2 separate regions of the Mus musculus genome follow, and region 1 is linked to region 2. Evidence: chromatin contacts called from public HiChIP or PLAC-seq data. All regions are on one chromosome and are shown on one strand. Each heading gives the region's core, a stretch centred on a gene start, on an enhancer-like site or on the middle of the called end of the contact. The rest is flanking DNA. Distances are from core to core; before and after follow the strand shown. Region 1 overlaps Gm3134 (predicted gene 3134). Region 2 has its middle 160 kb from the start of Gm24212.

Evidence for each region. HiChIP or PLAC-seq counts read pairs in DNA pulled down with a chosen protein or histone mark.
Region 1: an H3K27ac HiChIP or PLAC-seq map of embryonic stem cells shows a contact between it and region 2, with 3 times the contacts expected there. The contact joins two enhancer-like sites. A contact is called at or near these places in 1 of 484 Hi-C or Micro-C datasets (embryonic stem cells), 4 of 115 datasets of contacts at active chromatin or transcription factors (all in embryonic stem cells) and 1 of 9 other capture datasets (embryonic stem cells).

What each region holds. Positions count from the first base shown.
Region 1 is chr8:89,064,474-89,070,240 of GRCm38.p6, forward strand. Gm3134 (predicted gene 3134) reads left to right here. Exons shown (of 3, transcript NR_166639.1): 3 at 4,674-5,767. Among named protein-coding and RNA genes, the nearest start is that of Sall1, 24 kb to the left of the region's middle. Within about 2 kb of position 3,193, at least 5 of the 459 cell types and tissues checked have an H3K27ac peak or open chromatin away from gene starts, as enhancers often do. A contact at or near this core is called in embryonic stem cells, where this site is marked.
Region 2 is chr8:89,822,078-89,828,554 of GRCm38.p6, forward strand. No RefSeq gene overlaps it. Among named protein-coding and RNA genes, the nearest start is that of Gm24212, 160 kb to the left of the region's middle. Within about 2 kb of position 1,689, at least 14 of the 459 cell types and tissues checked have an H3K27ac peak or open chromatin away from gene starts, as enhancers often do. A contact at or near this core is called in embryonic stem cells, where this site is marked.

The DNA.
Region 1 (5,767 bases), core at 1,943-4,442, 760 kb before region 2:
GCTGGTCTCCTTTTAATTTCTCCTGGTTCCCTCTCAGCCTGCCTCAGAGAAACCTCTGATTTTCACTTGTGAGATGCTCGGCTGAGCTTGTCATACCCTAAAAGGTGATTTTAGTTCTCTGATGCCAAAGAGCCCTTTTCTGCTAATCAAAACACAGCTGCAAAGGCCCGTGTGATTTGCTAATGGGCACCCCAACTCGGGGGTATGTCTGTCTATACCTGGAAAATAGATGTAATTAGGATAACAGATATCATAAGGATATGCTAATGCATCAGGTAAAAAAAATGGGCTGGGACGTCGACAAGCTCTTGATGCTGAACCTCACCAGGCCAGCTGTGCCACTTAAGGAGAGACCAAAGCCAGCACCCACAAGCCTTCTCCAGTACCAGTCCTGGAGACCTCTCTGCATCCATTTCATCCCCTCTGCTGGGTGCCTCATACACATAAATTGTATTAAACAATCTTTCTAAGGTTTTATTTTTATTTAATGTATGTGAGTGTTTGCCTGAATGCGTGTCTATCCTGTGCACCACATGCACGCAGTGTGCTTTGACAGAGGAAGAGGGCATCAGATCTTCTGAGACTGGAGTTACAAGTGCTCATGAGATGCCATGTGGGTGCGGGTGTTTGACGTGCACTCTCCCACCCCTGCTCTATCCTCTGAAAGACCAGCCAGTGTGCTGAGACATCCCTCTAGCCTTGTGCTTCATTTCTAATATCAACTTAGGTACCCATCACTTTCTGAAGATAAGTCCAGGTTTGATCACATGGCAGGGACTGTAGCACCGTAGAGGTGTGTGAGGACAAGAGGGCCAAGAAAAGAGCCATTTCAATACGCCCCTATTCCCCTATTCCTAGAGTGACAGTGTTGTGACTGGAGATGACCTGGTACATCCTTCAGATTCGCCATGGGAAGAGGCCAGTCACTCTCTGTTGCTGCCTTCCTGACCTGCACACTTAGAAAAGGGACTCAACTTTCTGTGTCTTGCGACCTTAAACCTAAAACGGACTCAGTCCTGTTACCTCGTGGGAAAGGCCTGGAATGGTGGAAGCTCAGATGACATCACAGTTTATGAAGGAGTAACAAGAGAGAGTCAAGCAACAGCCCAGGACACACACTCCGCAACATCACTCCACCCCTCTGCCCTTACATGATATTTCCTGCTCTGAGCCTCAGTTTCCTCATCTGTGAAGTGGACTGATGGTTTCCGGGACTATTGTAAGTAGATAGTCAAGCTCAGTAGATAGGGGACAGATGCTGCAGGGATGCAGAGGAGTTAGCAGCAGTGCATTAGTGGACAGATGGAGCCGTGCATGTCAGATTTGAGCACGACGCCAGGTAGGGAGCTGGGCCGGATGGGTACTCCCTCATTCGAGAGCTCTTTTTCTTGCTCATCTGCTCTGCACAAAAGTAAGTTTCCAACTGAAGGACTACACTTCTCAGCTTCCTTTGTGGACTACAGAAGTCATTTCTGCCCCCATAAGTGGACACATCCCATCTTCCCCTAGAGGCATTTTGGCCACCTACACACATGGGTGACAAAGAAACCCCCTTAATATGAATAAACATGGTTGCACCTAATGTCAGACCACGCCGCTATTTCTTTCTACATGTTCTCTCTCTACAGCTGCTTTTAAAAGTAATCTAATATATGGTGCTGAACGACCCAGGATGGGAGATCTGAGCCTGCTAGTGGCTCAAGCCCACCTGAGGACCAGCCTCCCTCTCAGACAAGCCCTGGCCCCAAAAGTGCCCATCAGGGCTACCTGTTCCTCTCAGGCAGTCTGTCTTTTCACTTTCTATCTCTGCCCAGCCTCTCTCACCTTCCTATCTGGATGCAGTCTGACCTAGGTGGGAGGCCACACTGCATTCAATCAGAACATGCAAGCAACAGAGCCAAACTGTGGGACAAGGTGATCTCTGGGAATTACCTCAGAGGTGCCTAGTTAGGTTTCAAGGCTCCCTGGAGCTCTCGTAAGACTCATGAGTTGATAGCTCCAGAGACTTTCCACTGGTTGTGAGTCAACTTGTTCATCGGAAAGCTCTGACAACCTTCTGCTGGCTCCTTAACCCCGACGTTGTAATGCTTGGCCACTCCCAATTAACATCCCAGAAGCATCTGATCTCCTTAGGACTTAGAGGATGCTCTAAGCAGCGGGACACAGACCCCTGCTTTTACCTCAGCCCTGGGCTCAGCCATGGATTCCAGATTCTCCATCCAAAGTACCCCAGCCTGGCTAGAGGCTAATCTTCAAAGCTCCATTTGGGAGACATCATACCAAGGTGACTTGTTCAGCTCTGGGTTTAAACGTGGCCTCAAAATACATTGGACGAATAGCTACTGTTGGACCAAATTGGGGATTTGCCATTTCTAATACCTAAACTAATTTAGGTAACTCTGTAAGATGGAATGGCAGCATGGTCTGAGACCCATACCCCGTAAATCCCACAGTTCACTTTAATCTTTCTCAAGGTTCTGGATTATAACTACACTCAACGCCCAAATGCTAAAATATAAAGGCATTTTTAAGGCTGATTTCTCCCACCTGCAGACATACACAAATTATTTATGGATATGAAGATCACTGATTTAGTCTTACAGAGTCTTTTGAGTATTGACAATATTGAAAAATTATTGCATATTGTTCTACTCTACTGAGAAGCCTGGCTCAGGGGTAAGATTTTGGACCATCTCTCCCAGACCCAAGCATGTTCGTTTAAAAGTTTCCTCCAAAGACTCTGTCCTGGCTCAAGTAGGTCTCCTGACTCTGTGACCAGGAGAAGGAGGGAAAAAACAAAAGAGCCAGGAACAGACACTTTGCTCTTGAGAATAGCTAAGAAGTAAACGGTTTCCCACAGAAGTCATACATGGCAAGGTGTTCATCTCTCTGAATTCTTTCCCCCTCCCTTGTTTGCTTGGTTTTGTTTACTGTCCTTTTGTTCAAGCTTTTGTTGAAACTTTAATTTTTTATATTTTAGGATTTATAAAGTTCATAGAGTGTGATTTTAAAAGGATGTAATTTGCTATAACACCATGTTTGTGACTTGGATTCAGCTTGGTGTAGGAAAGAACGTGTTCCTAATGGGTTAACATCAGATTACCATGTCATTTGCTGCCATCTTGGTTGATGACATGACCTAGGCTCACCTTGGAGTAAGCATGTGGCTCATTGGGGCACCATCTTGGAAGCCATGTGATCCAGACACCATCTTTACTAAGGTTAAAGAAAGGACATGTCATGTGACATCACCTCTTGGTTAAGGTGACCTTGTGAGATAAACGAATTAAAATAGCATGCATAAAACAGTTCCACCCACTAAGCTCTCTGCTTATGTTGCATCTTCCTTTTATGAGACTGAGGAGGTAACCCCAGGCTTCCAACACGGTTTGGTTTGAATTGAGTCATAAACAAAACAAAAGAGAACAAAACAAAACAAAACATCAGGCCATTTTGTAAGACTAAGCTAAAAAAACGGCCAATCTCACCATGGCTTGTATTTATGATTTAAAGTTTATTTTGTTACTAAATAAAATATTTTGTGACCAAAAGTTATAATTCACGAATTATATTTTTAAGGCTCAAAATTAACAGGCATAAAATCATAAAATCCTAATCTTATAAAAGAATTACTTACCAATTATAACCTGTTAAAGATAATTAAGATATACAAGTTAATGCCCAGTCATGCTATGTATAAATGTAATTTGTTTACAGAGACAAGCTTGGAGAGAGAGAAACCAGCTTTTATCTCCTGTCATATAGTCTGCTGTTATAGCATATAGTATTCTTCAAATGTCAAATTAAGCCTAAAGCAGGTAAAGTAAAACCAGGAGGTTTTGTTAATCCAGTTCATGTTACATGCAAATTATTACAGATTTGACATGACTGACTGCTTTCTTCTTTCACTTTTTTTTTTTCGAGACAGGGTTTCTCTGTGTAGCTCTGGCTGTCCTGGAACTCACTTTGTAGACCATGCTGGCCTTGAACTCAGAAATCTGCCTGCCTCTGCCTCCCAAGTGCTGGGATTAAAGGTGTGCCTCACCATGCCCAGCATTCTTTCATCTATTGGTTGAGTGTATGGAATGAGTATTAGAGATTCTTTTGAAGTTTCTGTAAATAGGGTTAATCTTACAAAATTTGGTAAGGTTAATAATTTACTCTTGACCAGGCAGACACTGTCTCTAAGAATATACTTTGGAAATTGGAAATTGGAAATATTTTTTTTTTTTCTGGGGAATACAACTTAGAATTAAGTTGTCTCCTTATACAGCCTGACAATATAAAATATATTCACTATGTAATCTTGCAATGTAGCTATAACAATTCATGTTAAAAATATGTATTGTCATATTTTCAAGTATAGGTCATTAAGTTAATAATATCAATTTTAAAAATTTCAACTTTCAAAATTGTTTCTAACCAAAACTTTTGTTTTACTTGAAATATTCTGTTTTTTTTCATTAAATAATAGCTGATATTGCTAATATTTGAAACAAGTATACAAAGTTCATCATACTTGGAAGCAAGGACTATTCCTTAGACTCTCTCTGTTCAGATTCATCCCTCAGATGCTAGGAGAGTTTTAATGACTCTTTTACAAAGCTTCCAAGTGTCCCTCCTTGTGCGGGAGTCTGAGGTAACAGCTAATTAGTCACCTTGTCCTTCTACAGAACTCTGCTGCCTGGTCCAGCCAGTTGTACAATCGCTTCAAGACTGCAGCATGGCAATCACATGAACCGTCGCAGCGGATCAAGTTTAAGACTCTTCTGCTACATGAGCAAAGGACCCCCTCTTTGATGGACCCAGAACTAGCCTCTCCCACAAAGACCCTCCTCAGCAAAAAAAAAAAAAAAAAAAAAAAAAAAGCTGTAATGCCTCTGGCATGCATTTTTATATCCTTTCAGAGTTAGCAATGCTAGTTTCCTACTCATCCCAGCTCAGCTCCCCTTGCAGATTATCGTAGTCATTCCTGCCCCCGTAAGCGGCCACACCCCATCTTTTTCTGTTGGCATTTTGGCTATATTTACAGAGAGAGACAAAGATGCCCCCTCAACGTGAATATACACGGTCCCACCTGAGGTCAGACCCCCCTCTTTCTCTCTCTGTTTCTCTCTCTCTGTTTCTCTCTCTCTGTTTCTCTCTGTATCTCTTTCTCCCCAGATGCTTCTTAATGCTCTAACCAAAAGGGCTACCTACCCCTGTGTGCACACCTCACAGCATGACTTTTAACCCTGCTGGTAGCCCCTTGGTGTGGGCATTCAGCTCCCAATAAACCACGAGGGCCAGCAAGTGCCATTGAATCTGGAGTCAGGGACAGTGCTGCCCTCTTTGAGACAGTCTTTCATGCCTCCCAGGCTGGCCCTCAGATCTCAGTTGGCTTGCTTTAGCTTCCAGAGGGATGGGAGGCACAGTGCTCAGTCCTTTGCCCTTTCTCTGTCTCTTTGTTTTGCCACTGAGAGTCTAGTATACTGCAGATGCTCAGGGGATATGGACATGTTAGTGGGGACTGGGAAAGAATTCTCCTATGAGAGATTCCTGTGTCCTGTGGTGCAGTGAGGAAGATACTGAGACCTGCAGTGATTGAGAGTGATGGGAACTCATCTACCTGTGTCTCAGGATCCTTGTCCTCCACTGGCCTCCATGGCATTGACAGACTGATGACATTTTCTGACGTTGAAGTCATACCTTGATTTTACCTTCATTATTTCTTTCTTGGTTAGTTGTTTGCAGTAGTGGAGATTTGAACCCAGGGCCTAGAGATTGC
Region 2 (6,477 bases), core at 439-2,938:
GATTCATCACTTTGTCTGCTTCTAAATTAGACATCACTTTCAGACATGGGTGCTTCCTTCTACAAACTAATTTTACCTTCATTGTTTGGGATTAAATATGTGTGCTAAGGGCATGTCTGGATTCCAGCCAGAGCAGTAAGGTAGATAGATTAAAATCCCTCTACACTAGTCTTCAAATTCTAGCTGATTTTGCTTCAATCCTCTTGCAGTAAGGTGCCATAATCCAAAAAGGCCCAAGGTAGCCCATCTAAAGAGGAGAAAATATGCAAAGAAGGAAACCCAGAGTCCAGGGCTTATTCCCTGGGGTGAACAGTAGCCATTTTTGCCATGAGTGCTGTTGGGACATCAAGTCATGGAAGCCACATTACCCTGGTCAAAATGCAGAAAAGAAAACCAGCCCACCTCTGATCCCTGCCCAACTGATGATTCCTACACTCAATTATAAGTAAAGTAATAATTGTCTTAAGTCATTACATGGTGGAGCAATTTGTTAAGAAACAAGATAACTGACATACACTTCAGAGTCCAGAAAAGATGAACAGTAAGTACCTCAATGTGTTACTGTTTCTTCTAGGAGGAAACTTGAATCTGTAGTGATTTCAAGGTCTCCTTATCTCTGCATTTCAAACTGTTTTCAAGGAAAGTTTACTACATTTAAATGTAGAGTGTTTCGAAGAACTCTGAGGGGGGAGTCAGATGTTTGAATGTTTGATCTCCACTTAATAACATGTATCCCTCGAGAAACATGAGGAGTGGTGATGAGCTCAAAATGTATTCACTGGTTTTCTCATGCCGGAGCCATGCCCTTGGTTCTGATATACCAAAACAAACCTCATCTAAGAACACATTCACAATCTAGTTGGTGAGGAAATATAGGATATATTTGAATAAATCTCCTTCAAAATCAGAATTATTTCTTCTCTGTGAACCCTGCATGTGTGTCCTGTGTCAAGTCTTTGTGTGAGAAAACCTGTGGCTGCCTATGTGCACTCTCTCCCATTATTACTTTGGTGGGTTTGGGAAATTCTCAGAGAAAAGGCTATCAGCACAAAGCACTTATGATATATTCATTGAAATAGCCCTAAGAATTTATTTTCCCTGAGACTTCTATTGATCATGACAGCTCTTATGTGATCTGTTTGTTAGGTCTGGGGTTTCTTGGTGCTATTGATCAAGTAGATTCCTTTGTGAAGAGCTACATTGATTAGTTTCCTGACAAGCTCTTAAGGCCACTTGCAAAGCTGTCACGGGTGATATTTGCCATCACAAGAGCGGGGCTAGCTCATAATGTCTCTCTGAAAGGAGGCTGAATAGAAGACAGATGAGTGTGGACTACTTGCTCTGTGCTAGGTAAACACCCAGTGATCCATCTCATTGCTGCTTTTCCCTGGGAGAGAAGATTAATATCCTTGCAGTGAACACTCTTCCCTGCCCTTAGCATCTGCACTAGAAAATCCCACTCAGACATACAAGGCTCATTTGAAGCTGCCTTGTTTGAGTATGTCGTTGTGGAACCACTGTTCTCTACAACTGCCCCAAATCCCAGTAAACAGGTCTCAAAATCTGGATGGTATATAATAAATATGCAGCATCATGAAGAATTCAATGTGAACAAAAGAGGAGTCTGAACAATAGGCTCCAGTGCTCTCTGACAAAAGAATACCACCACACAAGGACAATGGACACATGGGAGTTCCCATTTCTTTACAATGAAAAGTACTTAATAGCTCATGCATCTGAAAGGGAACAAGAAGGCCTGTTCAAATGCTCCTTCTTCTAGGAGCCAACCAAGGGTCTCTTGCAAGGGCATGCAGAGGGAGGTGTGACAGACAGGGCTGGCACCAGAGGCTAACAGTGACTAAAGCAGCCTGTGGCTTAGAATCCATGCAGTAAAATTCAGAGGAGTTTTATAGCTGAATGAGATGGTAGTGAGATTGCTTGTTGGTATGTTTGCAGAATCTTACATAGAAGAAGTCTTTAGGCTATATGGGACAAAAACTGGCCAGGCTTGTCCCTTCAGTCCATTTGATGTGCTTTTTGATTCAAAGAATTCACATCAATCAAGTAACTAGTGGCTCATCTAAAAATATGGAGCGAGACATTCACTAGCAATATGAGCTTGGACAAGGCAGATCTTCCTGCTGGACCTCAGCTCTGAGCATTACAGGAGAGAATGTGTGTAGAGCCAGATGACACCCCAATGTTGACTTTGAGTCGCTTCTATTTGTATTCTTTAAAGTAGAAAGTGCTCGTGTCATTTAGGCAATGCCTCTGCCCATCAGAGAGGGAGAGACTGTGTGTGTTGGGGTGTAGAAACAAGATGGGAGAAACATCAAACTAAACAGACAAGTTTAAATGAAAGGTACTCTGAAAACCGATTATATAGTCGACTGCAGCCACACTAACTGGATTCCTGAGTGGGAGGCTGGAGCTGTAAAGGAGAGAACGGCGAGAGAAGTAAAGAGACCAAGACAAATTTTCTGATCATGGCCCAGAGTTTACTAAAAATCTGTGCTTATATAGGCAGAAAGCCCATCTCCCACAGATCCACTCTTGATGCCTGTTGCCAGCCTGTAAGCGGCTGTCTGACAGCACTGGTTTGGCAAGAAGGTGTCAATCACTAGGTTGCTTGCTGTCTGCAGAATCTCTCTGAATCTCTCAGCAGGTAACAGTGTCTCAGAAAAGAACAGCTACGTGACCAAACAATAGAACCATCTAGGTGGGAAGGCTCCACCCCAGGTGGTCTCATTCTCAGTGGCATCCAGGTCTGAGCCAGCCTACTCAGGGCTGGGGGAGGCTACAGTATTACTTGTTTGTTCCTTCCCCAGTGAACATTGAGGACAACAAAAACAACCCCAAAGAGGTCAAGTCCCTCATTTGTTTTCCTAGGGACTCAACACTCGCAATGACAGGAGCCCATGTGAGCATTTACTTTGTGACTAACAGACCAGAAGTCTGACATTCTTTATTAGGTGTGGGGGAGGAATGGGGCTGTAGACCTTGCACGAAGCAGAAAGACATTGTCCCCCACCTCCACCCAGGGATCTTTACATGGGAAGATCATGGATCATTTTCCTTTCAAGAGAAGGATAATTGCACTGAAAGGAGAGAGCATTTTAAAATTTGCAAACCATAGGACATGTGTGTTTTTGCCCACAGGATCCTTGGCTTATCCCTCCCATTGTCCCGAGGGAGATGAGCTCAGGAGACATTCCTGTCTTCATCCTGGAGCTGAGTAGCTGAAGCTAGCATCCTCCATTCTCCATCATGTAGACTGTACTGAGTGGCTCAACACAGACCCTGCCTTGGACCTCCAAGTCTAACCTCCATTGCTACTAATTTTTTAAAAGTCTAGCAATAACTCAATGTGCTGATTAGTTTCGTCAACTTAGCTCAAGCTAGGTGCATCTGGAAAGGGGAAACCTCAATTAAGAAAGCGCATTCATTAGATTTCCCCTGGGCAAGTTTGTGGGTGGTTTTGTTGATTGATGATTGATGTGTAACGGTTCAGCCCATTCTGCGTGGTGCCATGGGGGCAGGTGATCCCGGAGTATATAAGCAAGCAGAATGAGCAAGCCTTGGGGGCACCTCGCAGCTTTCCTTTGTTGTCTCTGTTTCAGTTCCTGCCTTCTGGTTCCTGCCCAGCTTAAGCTCCTGACCTGGCTTCCTTTGCTGAAGGACTAAGTTGCTTTTTCTTATGGTTCTTACTAAGGCAACAGGGAGCAAACAAAAACACACATGTTCGAAAAGTATCTGAAACAAGGTAGGTCAGTCATCTGCTGTAAACTTCTCTGATGAGCACAAGCTAACCCACTGGTGAACTAAAAGAAGAGTGACCAGACAAATGAGGACCAGTGAGACGTTAGCTCAAGAGAAATAAAGACAAAACCATTGTGACCACAAGCAATGGCTCTAGAAATTTCCTGTCACCAACTCCCACCAAAAACCTGCATCATCCTAGCTCTCCCTGTGAGAGACTCTGGCCCTAGGGAGGATACAATGCCAGATGTGTCTCTATACATCTGCACAGCTCTTGCATGGTTGTAGGCAAAGATTGTTTTGGTTGTATTTTGCTTGTGAGTGTGCTGTGTCTGTGTGTGAGTTCATGCATGTGTGCATGAAGGACAGAGGTCAACCTTGGGTGTTTTTCTCAACCACTCTCTAGCTTATTTTTTTGAGTCACAGTCTCTCATGGACCCTGGAATTCATCATTTCAGTCCAGTGATCCCTCAAGACCCTCCTGTCTCCAGCACCCCAGTCCAGCATTGTTAGTACAATCTACTGTGTTTGCATAGATTTTACATGGGTGTTGATGATCTGAACTCAGATCTCTGTTTTTTTTTTTTTTTTTTTTGCAATATTTCTCCAGCCTAAATGTTTCCAGGCTTTCTATTTGTAGTTTTAGAAATTCCTTCCTCACAAGCAATTTTTATTAATTTATATGTTTACATGTGTACTCCTGAACTCACCAAATTGGAATGAGTGCAAAGAACTTGTCAGTCATCTCTCATGTGCTGCACAAGCATGCTCTGTAGCTCCTGGTGTTTCTACTCACATTTTATTGCATTAAAAAGAAAACCACTGATATGAGGTCTTATTCAATCATTCCACATTCTATCTACATTAGATAGAGTCCTACAAGTAAGGACTTCCTGGACACAAAGCTATGTGAGTTCTAAGTTGAAGATATGATGTAATTTATGAAACTAAAGTCCATGAGAATTATATTTAAAATAATAGACAATGTTTTATATATTGTGTTTTATATATACAGTGTTGCGATGGGGACTCTATTGATAGTCTTTGCTGTCCTTGAGCTTGCTACATAGACCAGGCTTGCCTTGAACTCACAGGTACCTACCTGCCTTAGCCTGAGTATTGAGATTAACAGCATGTGCCACCATACCAGGTTTCAAGATTTAAAAGTGACATAAAAATAAGAAAATCTCTGTTACACGGAAGAGTCTGCAGCAGGTACTCTCCAACTCTTTTTGGGATAGCATTGGAAATGTAATTGAGGAAAATATGTAATAAAAAAATAAATTAAAAAAAAAGTAAATCTTGATTCATGAATCTAGACCAAAATCCATGGGGAAAGTTTACCTTTGAACATAGGTTAAGTTAAATTTATAGTTAAATTCAGTTACACAGGGAGAGATGTGGGGAGAGAGAAAGAGAAAGAGAGAGGGGGAGGTAGAGAAAGAGGGAGTAGGGAGAGGGAGTGGGAGTGGGAGAGGGAGAGGGAGAGAGAGAGGGAGAGGGAGAGGGAGAAGCATGAAGAGGTGGAGAGGGAGAAGGAGGGAATCTGAATACGCCTTCTACCATGATTAGAACCCAGTGAGACACCCAGGCTCAATGACACACTGTTCTCCATGTCAATGGGCTGCAGTCTTGACAAGCCATTCATCTTCTCAGCCACTTCTCATCTTCCTTCACTCCTAGGAACCAGACAGAGCCCTAGTGTGGTGATCAGAGCTGCTGCTCCCAAGGACATGGCTGAAGCAAGAGTCAGCGGTTTGATTTGGCTTTCTATAAGGACTTCACTAGTTTGCTTGAAAATGGCCAAAGAAAGGGAGAAAAGGTTAGCCTTTCTAGTTTCCAGAGGAAACTTTAAGAGAGCACGGGGAAAAGACCAAAGCAGACAGGGCAAGCAATCAGATGGGAGAGGACCAGAAAAGGAGCAGCATTTCCTTTGACTTGCTGTCTATTTCAGTGTGGGGTGTGGGACCCTTGCATGTATGAAGCAAGTTATCTTCCACTGAGCCCCCTCTCACCCCAAGAACTGAAATGTTTGATCAGACAAACACATTTGTTAGGGACTTGTCATGGTAACTTCCTGATCTCCCTCAAGCCCCTGTGCACATACCCTCCTCCTATCTATACATCAGGCTTTAGAGTCTGACTCTGCCTCCTAGCCTCCTGTATCTGATTGATACAGGAGGCTAGGAGGCCTGTAAAGAAAGGCCAGCTCTGGTCTTCTGTGCCTGGGAGTTTCCTAACCGGAGACTCCTATTTGACCCGAGTGTGAAGTGCCACTTAAAAATTGAATTAAAAATGAAATCACACCCCGATTGTAAACCCTTAAACCCCCAGATCAATCATGGGTTTACAAAGCATCTGAAGAAAGGAAATTTTTGACCAAATGATCGAAGCAGCACTCAGAATGGGACTGCTGATTGAATATTGACCTCGGCAGGTGCTATAATTGCATCTTATTGGCAGATCATTACGAGTTTATCTTAGTGATAGAAAGCACAGATGGAAATTAGAGGCACTTACTTCTCCAGGTCAAGTGAATAACTAGCAAGCAAACCTGCTCTGGCCTGTCAACACATGGTGGAGATGTGGCTCGAGGTGGGGGTGGGGTCCTCGCTGGGAAGAGTGGGGGTTTGCTGAGCACCTTCTTGTGGCTGTGGATGACAGAATCCTAATATAGGAGCCCTTACACTCTCTTCAAAACATACCGCAATCACTCCT